2 separate regions of the Bos taurus genome follow, and region 1 is linked to region 2. A link is a contact called in public Hi-C data. All regions are on one chromosome and are shown on one strand. Each heading gives the region's core, a stretch centred on a gene start, on an enhancer-like site or on the middle of the called end of the contact. The rest is flanking DNA. Distances are from core to core; before and after follow the strand shown.

Region 1 (5,288 bases), core at 1,840-4,339, 250 kb before region 2:
TAAAGTGCTCAGCACAGCGCCAGGCATATAGTAAGGGTCTAACATGTGGGAGCTATTGGTTATCACTAACCCTGTGATCTGGGCATACCACTTCTCCTCTTTTCTTTATCTATAATCTGTAGCATGAACTAGCAGACTGAATTCATGGTCCTCAATGGATGCTAAAATCACTGGGTAAAAGTTTGATGGGGAACTCTAAAACAGAAGGATGAGATTAATGACTCCTAAAGCCACTGATCAACCTTAGCATTGCTAAATGGTGGAACACCCCAGCCTGTGGCTCCTTCTCTGATACACTTGGAGGGATACAACACCATCCATGAAACATTCTTGAGAGGATCATTGAATCCAAATCAAATCAAGCCTCAAGGGACTTCCTTGGTGGTCAGGTGGTTAAGACTCTGCCTTCTGATACAGGGGGCCTGGGTTCAATCCCTGGTTGGGGAATTAAGATCCCACATGCTATATGGCCAAAAACAAATGAATAAATAAATAAAAATTAATTAATGAAAAAAAATCAAGCTTTCAGTTTTTAGAATCTACATCTAACTACCAGATTATGAGAAACATAGAGGATAGTGGAGCATGTTAAAAGACACCGCAGGGATGCAGTCAACCAATTCTAGATGGTGGAAAACTTGGTCTGGACTATTATTCAGCCATGAAAAGGATTGATATATGTGGCCACATGGTGGAAACTTGAAAGCATGATGCCAAATGAAACCAGACACAAAAGGTCGCATATCATGTGATCCCATTTATGTAAAATAACCAAAGTAGGCAAAAGACCAAAGTGGCTGAGTGGTCACCAGGGGCTGGAGGAGCATAGAAATGGGGAGTGACTGCTGGTGGGTATGGGGTTTCTTTTTCTAGGATGATAAAAGTTTTAGGGGCTTAGATAGGGATAAAGTAGTACTTGCAAAACCCTGTGAACCTACTGAAAGCCATCAAATTGTACACCTTCTAAATGATATGTGAATTACATGATATGTGAATTTTATGATAGGTGAATTACATCTCAAGGAAACAAAGAGATTTAAAAGATTTATCAAACATATAATATGTGGGTCTTGTGTGGATTCTGATTCAAGGAAACCAACTATAAAAAGATACTTTGAAGATAAACTAGGGAAATTTGGCCATGGACTGCATATTAAATGATGTATTGTTTTCAACAGCTGTTCTAATAGTTGTGTGTGGGCCTATGTTTTGTTTTTTAACAATTTCCTTATCTGTTAGAGATAATTATCAAAGTATTTATAGGTGAAATATGATCTCTGTATTTTTCTTTAAAAAAATGTGTGTGCGGTTGGGATTGACACATACATATTACTGTATATAAAATAAGTAACTAATCAGTACCTACTGCATAGCACAGGGAACTCTACTCAGTCCTCTGTAATGGCACATATGGGAAAAGAATTTTTTAAAAGAGTTGATGTATCTATATACACATAACTGATTCACTCTGCTGTACACCTAAAACTAACACAGCATTGTACATCAACTATATGCCAATAATTTTTTTTAATGTGGGGGGGTAGATAAAACAAGAATAAAAAATGTTGATATTTATTGAAAATTGGTATTGGGTATATGGGTTGATTATACTATATCCCCTCTACCTTTTAGTATTATTTAAAATTTCCATAATAAAAGATAAGGCGGTGAAAGGATTGACTTTTCTTCTCTACCTTTTGCTTACTCTCAATTTTCTGTAAAAACATAGATGCTGCTTTTATAATCAGAAGAATACATTAAGGCTATAAAATTAACTGTGGAGGCTGAAATATCTGACCTGTCAACCTCAGAGCTTGGTCTCCCCGAAGCTGTGTCTGTGCCCCACCTCTCACCCCACCCCAGGGTCCTACCAGGGTCACGCTAGCCTCGAGGCTTCCTGGTGGGAGGGAGAGACTACTCATTGCTTCTTCAGGACTATTGCAAGGATTGCATGAAAGGGGCTTATTCTAAATTATAGGAAGTGCTCAATTAATGGGAACTATTTAAGAAAGAGATAGAGGGACTTTATAAAAGTGAAATGATCCTATTAGATGAAATACAGGAAACAAGGATAAAAAACAAGCTTCATAGTGCTCCTACCCAGAAAGAACCACAGTGAACTTTTTCTTTAAGCTTTCTTTCCCATGCAGGAAATTGTGTTTGGCTTTAAAGTACAACTAAGCCTGCTGTCACCACTCACTTACAGCCTGCTTTTATTCTCTTAATATTTTAACATATTTCCTTGTATGCTTAGCTGTTTGTAAACATAACTCTTCAATGGTTGCATAATATTCGATGGTGTGTTTGTGCTGTTCACCTGAGCCGGGTGTTGGACACTTGAACTAGTTCCAAGTTCACCACAATAAGGAACAGGGGACACGTATGCCTGAATGACTTCCTCAAGATAGATTTTCAGAATGAAATCACGGAGCCCAAGGGCCAGCACATTTTCAAAGGGCTTGGAGAGGTGAACCCGGGTGGTGCTCTTGATTTTTGCCACCGTTTTGCTAGAATTTTCAACATTGAACTTTGCCAAATATAAACAGGCTCTGATCATACAAAGAAGATGGAAACAGTTTCTGACTATGGGTGTCAGATGGCAGGTAATTTCCCCTGATACCCAAGAGCTGGAATCACCCTTCTTGGCCGTTCACGCACACCCTTAGCAGGAGGTGGGGTCAGAGGGTAGTACAGAGAGCGGAGTAGGAAATGAAGAAAATACTCGGGGGGAATCACAGGCTACCCCCGTCCCTTCGATCACTCCTTACTCCAGCTGACGTGAACCTGAAATCTGAGAACTCCGCAGTTCTGTGTTAGCAGAGGGATTTGGGGGTGGTGGAGGGACCTCCCCTCTCAGTCCGCCCACCCCCGAGGGTCGCACTTTGGAGGCACCGCTGATGGATGGCTGGGGGCCCAGTCCGAATGAGGTGTGCGTGTCGGGGGAAGTGTCCCCTCACCTCACCCCGCAAACACGAGAATCACGAATCCCCGCGGGCCTGGAAGCGGGGGAGTGCCCGGGAAGTCGGGGGCGGGACCGATCTGGTGACGTCACGGCCCCGCCCCTGGCCGGCTCCCTCCTTCCTGCGCGCGGCGCGCTCGCAGAGTCCTCACCTGGAGGGACAGGTGTGCGCATCTGGCATCGGAGGCCAGCCCACGAGTGTCAGGTGAGCGTCCGCAGGAGCTCCAACCGGGGGAGCTAAGAGGAGGGTCTGGGGTGGGAGTCTTCACTGGACCCAGAAAAGAGCCTGGTCTAAGAGCGGAGCTGGTCCGGCGTGCGAGGAGGTACTGGTTTCTCCCCAAACTACCTATCTCTTGTTTATAGTCACGGTGTACTGAAAGCGTAGCCTTTGGAGGGATTTGAAGGAGGGGAAGCTGACGGGGAGATAGCAGATTTCCAAATATTTCAGCCACAAATTATTATTTTTTTACACGGTATCTTTTCTTTGTTGTAAAAGTAACAGACACTGATTGTTTGGCAACTGGATAAAAGTAGGAAAGAAATCACCCATGGTACTAACACACAAGCAAAACAACTGTGGCTATTTTGATGTATTTCCTTTCAATCTTTTTTCTAGAGGCAGTCATTGTAATGCAACTTTATCATACTGTATTTACAGGTTTTGTGTCTTCCCTTCTTAACATTGTGTCATATGCATTTTCTTGTGTTGTTATTAGTCATTCCAGTATGTATAATCATTATTTTTAATGGCTGCATAATGTTACATTTGAAGGATGGGCCGTAGTTGGGTACCATTCTGAACACTTGGAGGAAGGATTAGAAGGGGGGACAGAGATGTATAATAGAAAGAACATGGGCTCTAGGTCAAGGAGGCCTTCAACAAAGGAATCTTGGGAAAGATCTTTGCTTTCTCTAAGCATCAGTTTCCACATCTGAGAAATGGCTACATAAATCTGTTTCCCCAGGGTACTGTGAAGATTAAGTGAGCTAATTTATGTAGACAATCCCCATCTCCCACCCAGCTCCCATGGTTCCAGCAGAAAAAGGGTCCACTTGTTTGTGAGGTTGGAGGAGGGATTTGGACGAGTGGAAACTGCTCAATGAGTGGAGTAGAGGAAGAGTTGGGGATGGAGGATGGGTTCTTGGGGAAAACCTCAGAATGGAGAGGCCTCTGGGTCTGGGAAAGATGGGCATGGCCATCCACTGTGTTTGGGACAGGCACAGACAGGGCCCCTAAGGCCCTGCTGGCAACCTCCAGCCACCTCCTTGGGTTCAGCTCCTCAGCTTCTGGAAAGAGTTCAGAGTGAGCGGATTGCAAGAAAAGTAGAGTGGGCAGAGGTGGAGCTTAGTCGTCAGCCCCTTGTACAGATAAGGAAACTGAGGCTTGAGCACAGGTGATTTGTTCAGGATCCACACAGGCAGCAGTAACAGAGTACATGTGGAGTCCCAGGCTCCTAATACCCTCAGGGGCCTCCACACCAGAGACTACTCAGTGTAGGAAGAGGAAGAGCTCAGGGCTGAGTCACCAGCTGCACTTATACCAGGCTAAGTTGTGCTTAGAGAAAACAGATGTCTCTGTTCTGCGAGCCTCCATTTTCTCATCTGTCAAATGGGGAGAATAACTCCTCACCTACCTACTTAGTACCCACTGCCAGGCCTGCCTATCCACAGCTAGCCAGGGCCTCCTTCCACTTTCAGGGACATAGTCTGTCTCTGGTCATACACCCTTACTCTGAGCCCCTCATCTTCTTGACCCCTAGCCATCTTCAGGGGGATGGGGTCTGGGACTTGTCAGCTTCACTAGGCTGTGGCCACACTTCAGTTAGAGTGGGAAATCCATACTCTCCGAATCATCTGTTTCCTGACCTGGGACATTCTGTTCTGTGTTTCTAATTTGGCTCTCCCATAATGTGCCCTGACAGCCCGCTCCCACTGGATGAGAAGGACTCTGAATCCTGGCAGGAACTCCTGAGGACTAAGAAAATCTTGTACTGAGGGTCTACAATCCTCCGAGGCTTTCTCTTTTCTTTATTCTTTTTTGGCCAAGCTGCGGAGCTTTCGAGATCTAAGTTCCCTGATCAGGAATCAAATCCCCCAGGGCCCAGCAGTAGACACGCAGAGTCCTAACCACTGGACCATTAGGGGAATTCCCTTGAGGCTGTCTGTTTCTGCCAGGCCTGTCACTCCAGGACAATAACGAGGGTGTCAGGGATCTCTGATGTTCTGAAGCAGAATCGGGGAAGTCGCCTTCCAATTCACAGAACTTGAGAACTAAGACTTGTTGAGAGCCTCTTGTCCTCTCAAGAGGTTTGCCAGCCTCTTTTTCTAA
Region 2 (4,961 bases), core at 114-2,613:
CCCTCTAAGAGTTGAGTCAGACTCTATGCTTGTCACCTTCTCAGCTACATAAATCATAAGCCACCGCCTCCAGGAAGCCTTCTCCTGTTAAACTACGCATCACCCATCTCTCAATTGTTATACTCAATTACCTCTCAATTTTCACTATACATTAGCACTTATTTATGTTTTGTGGCAAATACTCTCATTTATTCTCTTATTCACTCGACAAACATTTGCTAACAACCTGCTGATGTTGAGCACCATCAGTGCTGAGGACACAGAAAGGTGATGCATTTCATCCTTGCTCTGAGGGAGGATACATTCTAATAAGGAGACTAACTTAACTTTTTAAAATCTCTCCCACTAATCATTTATGTTGGGAAGAAAGGTATGTTTATGATATTCCTATTCATCCTTCAAAACCTAGCTCAATTGCCACCTCTTCTGTGAAGGAAAGAAAGAAAGTGAAGTTGCTCAGTCATGTCTGACTCTTTGAGATCCCATGGACTGTAAGCCTGCCAGGCTCCTCTGTCTATGGGATTCTCCAGGCAAGAATACTGGAGCGGATTGTCATTTCCTTCTCCAATTCTAACAAGAAGACTAACTTAATTTTTAAAAATCTGCTCCACTAATCATTTATCCTGGGAAGGAAGGTGTATTTATGAAATTCCTATTCATCCTTCAAAACCTGGCTCAATTGCCACCTCTTCTGTGACTCCTTCCCTGAATACCCCAGCAGAGGCACTGCTCAGCTGGCTGGGTTCTCCTTGTAGCCATGTCGTTCTCCATTAGGGCCCTTATGGCCCTGAGTTGCAACTATCCATCAATATGTCCATAGCCCCCTACAGATGGTGAGCTCCTGGAAGGGCAGGATTCATTGCAGCTTCTAAGCTTACGCTGAGAAGCAAGGGTCTCTGGAACTCGAAAGTCCAGGGATTTAGGGGATCTGGGGTTCCTGCACTCGTGGGACTTGGGGTAACAACATACTCACAGTTTATCCTCCTCGATGTCATAATCCAAGTCTGCAAACATGGTTCCGAGAGTTTCAGTGGGCTGGCTAACTGTCCAGCTCGGCAGGGGAATGGGGAACTGGATCCGGATGAGAAAAGAGGGCAGGGCTTAGGAAACCAAAGTGCCTAAATACCAACCTCAACCCCGGCTATCAGCGAGAGCCAGGCCCTCCTCCTCCCCTCCGGACGATGGGGGATTGTCCCGGGGTGGGGGGTGGGTAGGTGATTCTTACTAGGTACAGAGGGGAACTCCAGGCCAGGGCTGGGGGCTTAGATCCCAGAGCCCGCCCCACGGGTCTCCAGGCCCTCGGGAGCTGCCTCTGTAGCTCACCGGAAGCGTCAGTCCCACAGACGGGTCCGGGCCAGGCTGGCACCTGAACCCACCTGCCGTTCCACCTGTCCGTGGCCGCGACTGTCGCGTCACTTCCGGCGGGACGCGGAAGTCCCGCCTTCCTGCCCTGGGTATTTGCCCCGATCCCTGCAAGCAACCCTTCCCTCCCAGCCTCCTGGGGCTCCCAGAACCAGGAAAGAGAATAAGTATTGACGGAAGCTCCCCCTTAGCATGAAAAAGCGGAAACAGAGTAAAGGTCTGGAGAGGCCGACGGCGCTCAACCCCGCCCCTTGGCCTATGGCCGCCGCCATGTTGGTAAGGGCAGGGTTCTTCCCAGCTTCCTTAGCGGGACGCAGGGGACCAAGACGCCTGGCTGGTTGCCGTGGCAACGGACGCATCCTCAGACCGGGAGACCTCCAGTGAAATTCAGTGGACTACAAACCTCGACGGGTTCCCTTTAACATTTTCAGCACCTTGTGTTAGGGTGTTGTGACGCCTCTGGGACCCCCAGGAAGCAAATTAAAGCACATGTAACCTGAAGCAATAACACCCCACTCCAGTACTCTTGCCTGGAAAATCCCACGGACGGAGGAGCCTGGTGGGCTGCAGTCCATGGGGTCGCTAGGAGTCGGACACACTGAGCGACTTCACTTTCACTTTTCACTTTCACACATTGGAGGAGGAAATGGCAACCCATTCCAGTGTTCTTGCCTGGAGAATCCCAGGGATGTGGGCCGCCGTCTGTGGGGTCGCATAGAGTCGGACACAACTGAAGCGACTTAGCAGCAGCAGCAGCAGCAGCCGCAGCAGCAAGGGGAAGAGATATTGTCCAGAGCCTTCCACAGTTGGAGTAAGATCCAGATCGCAACCCTGAGACGCCTGCCACCTAGTCCAGCGCTTTTCTAACACCTGCACACCTGTGGTCAGCGGCTCTGCTACCGACAGGTTGGATTCCCTTCCTTTCCCTTTACATACCTCCTTTCTCCAAATGCAAACTAAGAGCACCGGGGCAGATGCTTTCTATGATATTTAGTAAAAGACGCCTCACACTCCCTCTCTTTCCTTAGTCCTGAGGAGCTGCCCCCTTGGGGTCACACTGAAGGTCACAGCCCTGTGCACCTGAGGTTCTGAAAATGCCATCAGTGCTTCGCAGCCGACAAGCCCAAATCTCTTCTCCCCGCCAACCTCTGCTGCAGTACTGTGTATAGTAAGTTCCCTGGAGGGGTTGGGACTCCCAGAGCCCCAGCCCTAGCATCTGCCTCATCCAGGAAGCATGGGACCAGGCCTGTCCAGATTCCTCCAGGGGCAGTGGAGGAAGGAGAGATGCAGAAGGGTGATTATCCACACATCCCATGGCCTGATGGGAGCCCCACCCTCTCCTCCGGGAGCTATCTGAGTGTTGGCAGTTGTGCAGAGTACCACAATAGCAACAACTTTTCCATGTACCCTTGGCTCCACCATTAAGATCACTTTCACAGGATTTCAAAGTTCACCTTGATCCTATGAGAGAAGAACAAGTACTGTCAGCCACATTGTGCAGGTAAGGAAACTGAGGCTCAGAGAGACACTGCCCCTTGTCTCCCAGGTGGCTGGTAGCAGAGCTAGGGCTGGTATTTCCAAGTCCTATTTGCAGGCCAGAATTTCTATTCTAAAAATCAGCAGTCTCCAAAGCCAGATTATTTAATGTGGACTGTGGCTCTTCCACCTCACAGTAGCCCTAGCTCATTCCCAGATACTGTCATCTTGAAGCTGGGGGATCTTGGGCAAGTCACTGCCTGACTCTGAGTTCAGATATCTGTAGACTGGGGACAGTGGTTCTCCCAAAAGTGCTTGTGAAAGTCAAGATAAAAAGGAGAAACAGGGAATACCCTGGTGGTCCAGTGGCTAAGACTCTCCACTCCCAATACAGGGGGCCTGAGTTCAATCCCTGGTCAGGGAACTCGATCCCATGTGCCACAACTAAGACCCTATGCAGCCAAATAGAGAAAAATAAATATTGTTTTAAAGGAGAAACAGATGTGAGTGCTTTGGAAACAATTCGCATGACACAGATGTCACTCAAGTCTCTTGACAACCCCCGCCCCCCGCCCTCGGCCAGCCCACTCCAGTCCCTCTTCCCAAGGGAGGGCAAAATGCCCAGCCTCTTCTCTTTTCTTCCTTGACTTCCCTGTCTCCCAGGCCCAGCTCTAATCCACCTGTTGCAGACAGCCTTACCAGACAGTCCTGGCTCACAGATCTTGTCTCTTTTTCTGAGCCCCTGAAACAGTTGTTATTTGGATCATTCACTTGGCAATTAACTATGTGTCATCTTGTGAAATCCCTTCATGGCTTCCCTGAGTCAATTCTGTGTTGATTCACTTATCACATGTTTGAATTTTACCTGGGGAGTTCTGTTCCCCTTTAAAATTGGGGCTTAGGGGTCCTGTCTTGACAAACCATAAACTTATTTTCCCTATCTCTCTCCTTCCTGAGTTCCTTTTCTGTCCTGACTTTATAGTCCCTGGCACATCCCCCCTTCCATAGGATGCCAGGAAGCCATCAACAGGTGTCACTGTGACAAACTTGAAAAAGAAAATCAGGTGCTTTGTAATACATGTTTGTGTGAAAATACGATGACTCACTTTATATTTATCAGTGGATGGCTCTCCTGGGTCTGACCACACAGCATGGGAACCTGTTCCAGCCAATTCATGGGGTCAGGTTGGGACCACGAATTCATTTGAGGGGAAAGAAAGTGTGAGTACCTTGTTCCATCACCATAGTAAGCACTTCTTGTCTTTCCAGCTGGACAGGAAGTCCCTGGGGGCAGATCTTGTCCTTCTCTGTATCTCCCGCAGAGCCTGCCACAGCACTTGGCTGCAGACGACGTGCCATAATCGTAGCTGTGGTTTTTCGTATGAGGTGGGGTGTTCTTTGGGCCCTGTAGGAGAGGGCTGGATGGGCAGAGAGGGAGAGCGATGATAAGGGCCTGAACCTGGATGGTGGCAGTGGCCAAGCTTCCTCCACAGGGAGGAATCACCAGACCGAGTCTAGGTCCTGACTTTGAAATGTGTGTTTTTAACAGGCAGCAGCATCCACACACACAGGCTTTACCACAGACCACAGCTTTCCCAGCTCAAGATGGTCCCAACTCAGATCCGAGCTCTGTGGTTTCAGAGCTTGGAGTTCTCAGGCACACCAACCTTTGGCTCTGACACGGTGCCTGGAGAATGGGGGTGATGACCCCCCCGAGATAGAAGCTATGAAGATGAAGATGAAAAAGCAGAAACGAGCTTGAAAATGCCTTAAGAGTGATTCACTTGGCACAGACATCAGAGGTTTTTATTGTTATTCCTCATGATCATTTTGCCCCACTCCTTCAGAAGGTTGCTCAGACCCCTGCATCAGACTCGCCTGGGAAATATGTCATATGCAGGCTCCCAGGCTCTGTCCCCAGGGAAGGGGGGACCCTGAAGGCTGCATTTTCACAAAGCTCTGTGGGTGGCTTCAATGCCTCCTGCAGTTTGAGGACCACCGTGTCGCAGGCTCAGAATGGATGTGTCTGTGCATCCTCAGTGTGGGACTATTCAGCTACACCAACCATCCCTGCCCTGTGGGCCTTGCCATCTAGAGGGGCTTCTGCCCTGGCCAAAGACCAG

Evidence for each region. Hi-C and Micro-C count contacts between places; a contact is called where the count stands out from the background.
Region 1: a Hi-C map of skin fibroblasts shows a contact between it and region 2, with 4 times the contacts expected there. The contact joins the promoter of CSNK1E here to the promoter of PICK1 in region 2. A contact is called at or near these places in 3 of 11 Hi-C or Micro-C datasets (liver, skeletal muscle and skin fibroblasts).

What each region holds. Positions count from the first base shown.
Region 1 is chr5:110,081,118-110,086,405 of ARS-UCD2.0, reverse strand. It overlaps CSNK1E (casein kinase 1 epsilon), which reads left to right and starts at 3,089. Exons shown (of 7, transcript NM_001078109.1): 1 at 3,089-3,164.
Region 2 is chr5:109,831,082-109,836,042 of ARS-UCD2.0, reverse strand. PICK1 (protein interacting with PRKCA 1) reads right to left here and starts at 1,363. Exons shown (of 13, transcript NM_001035401.2): 1 at 1,226-1,363; 2 at 974-1,071. The coding sequence starts at 1,014.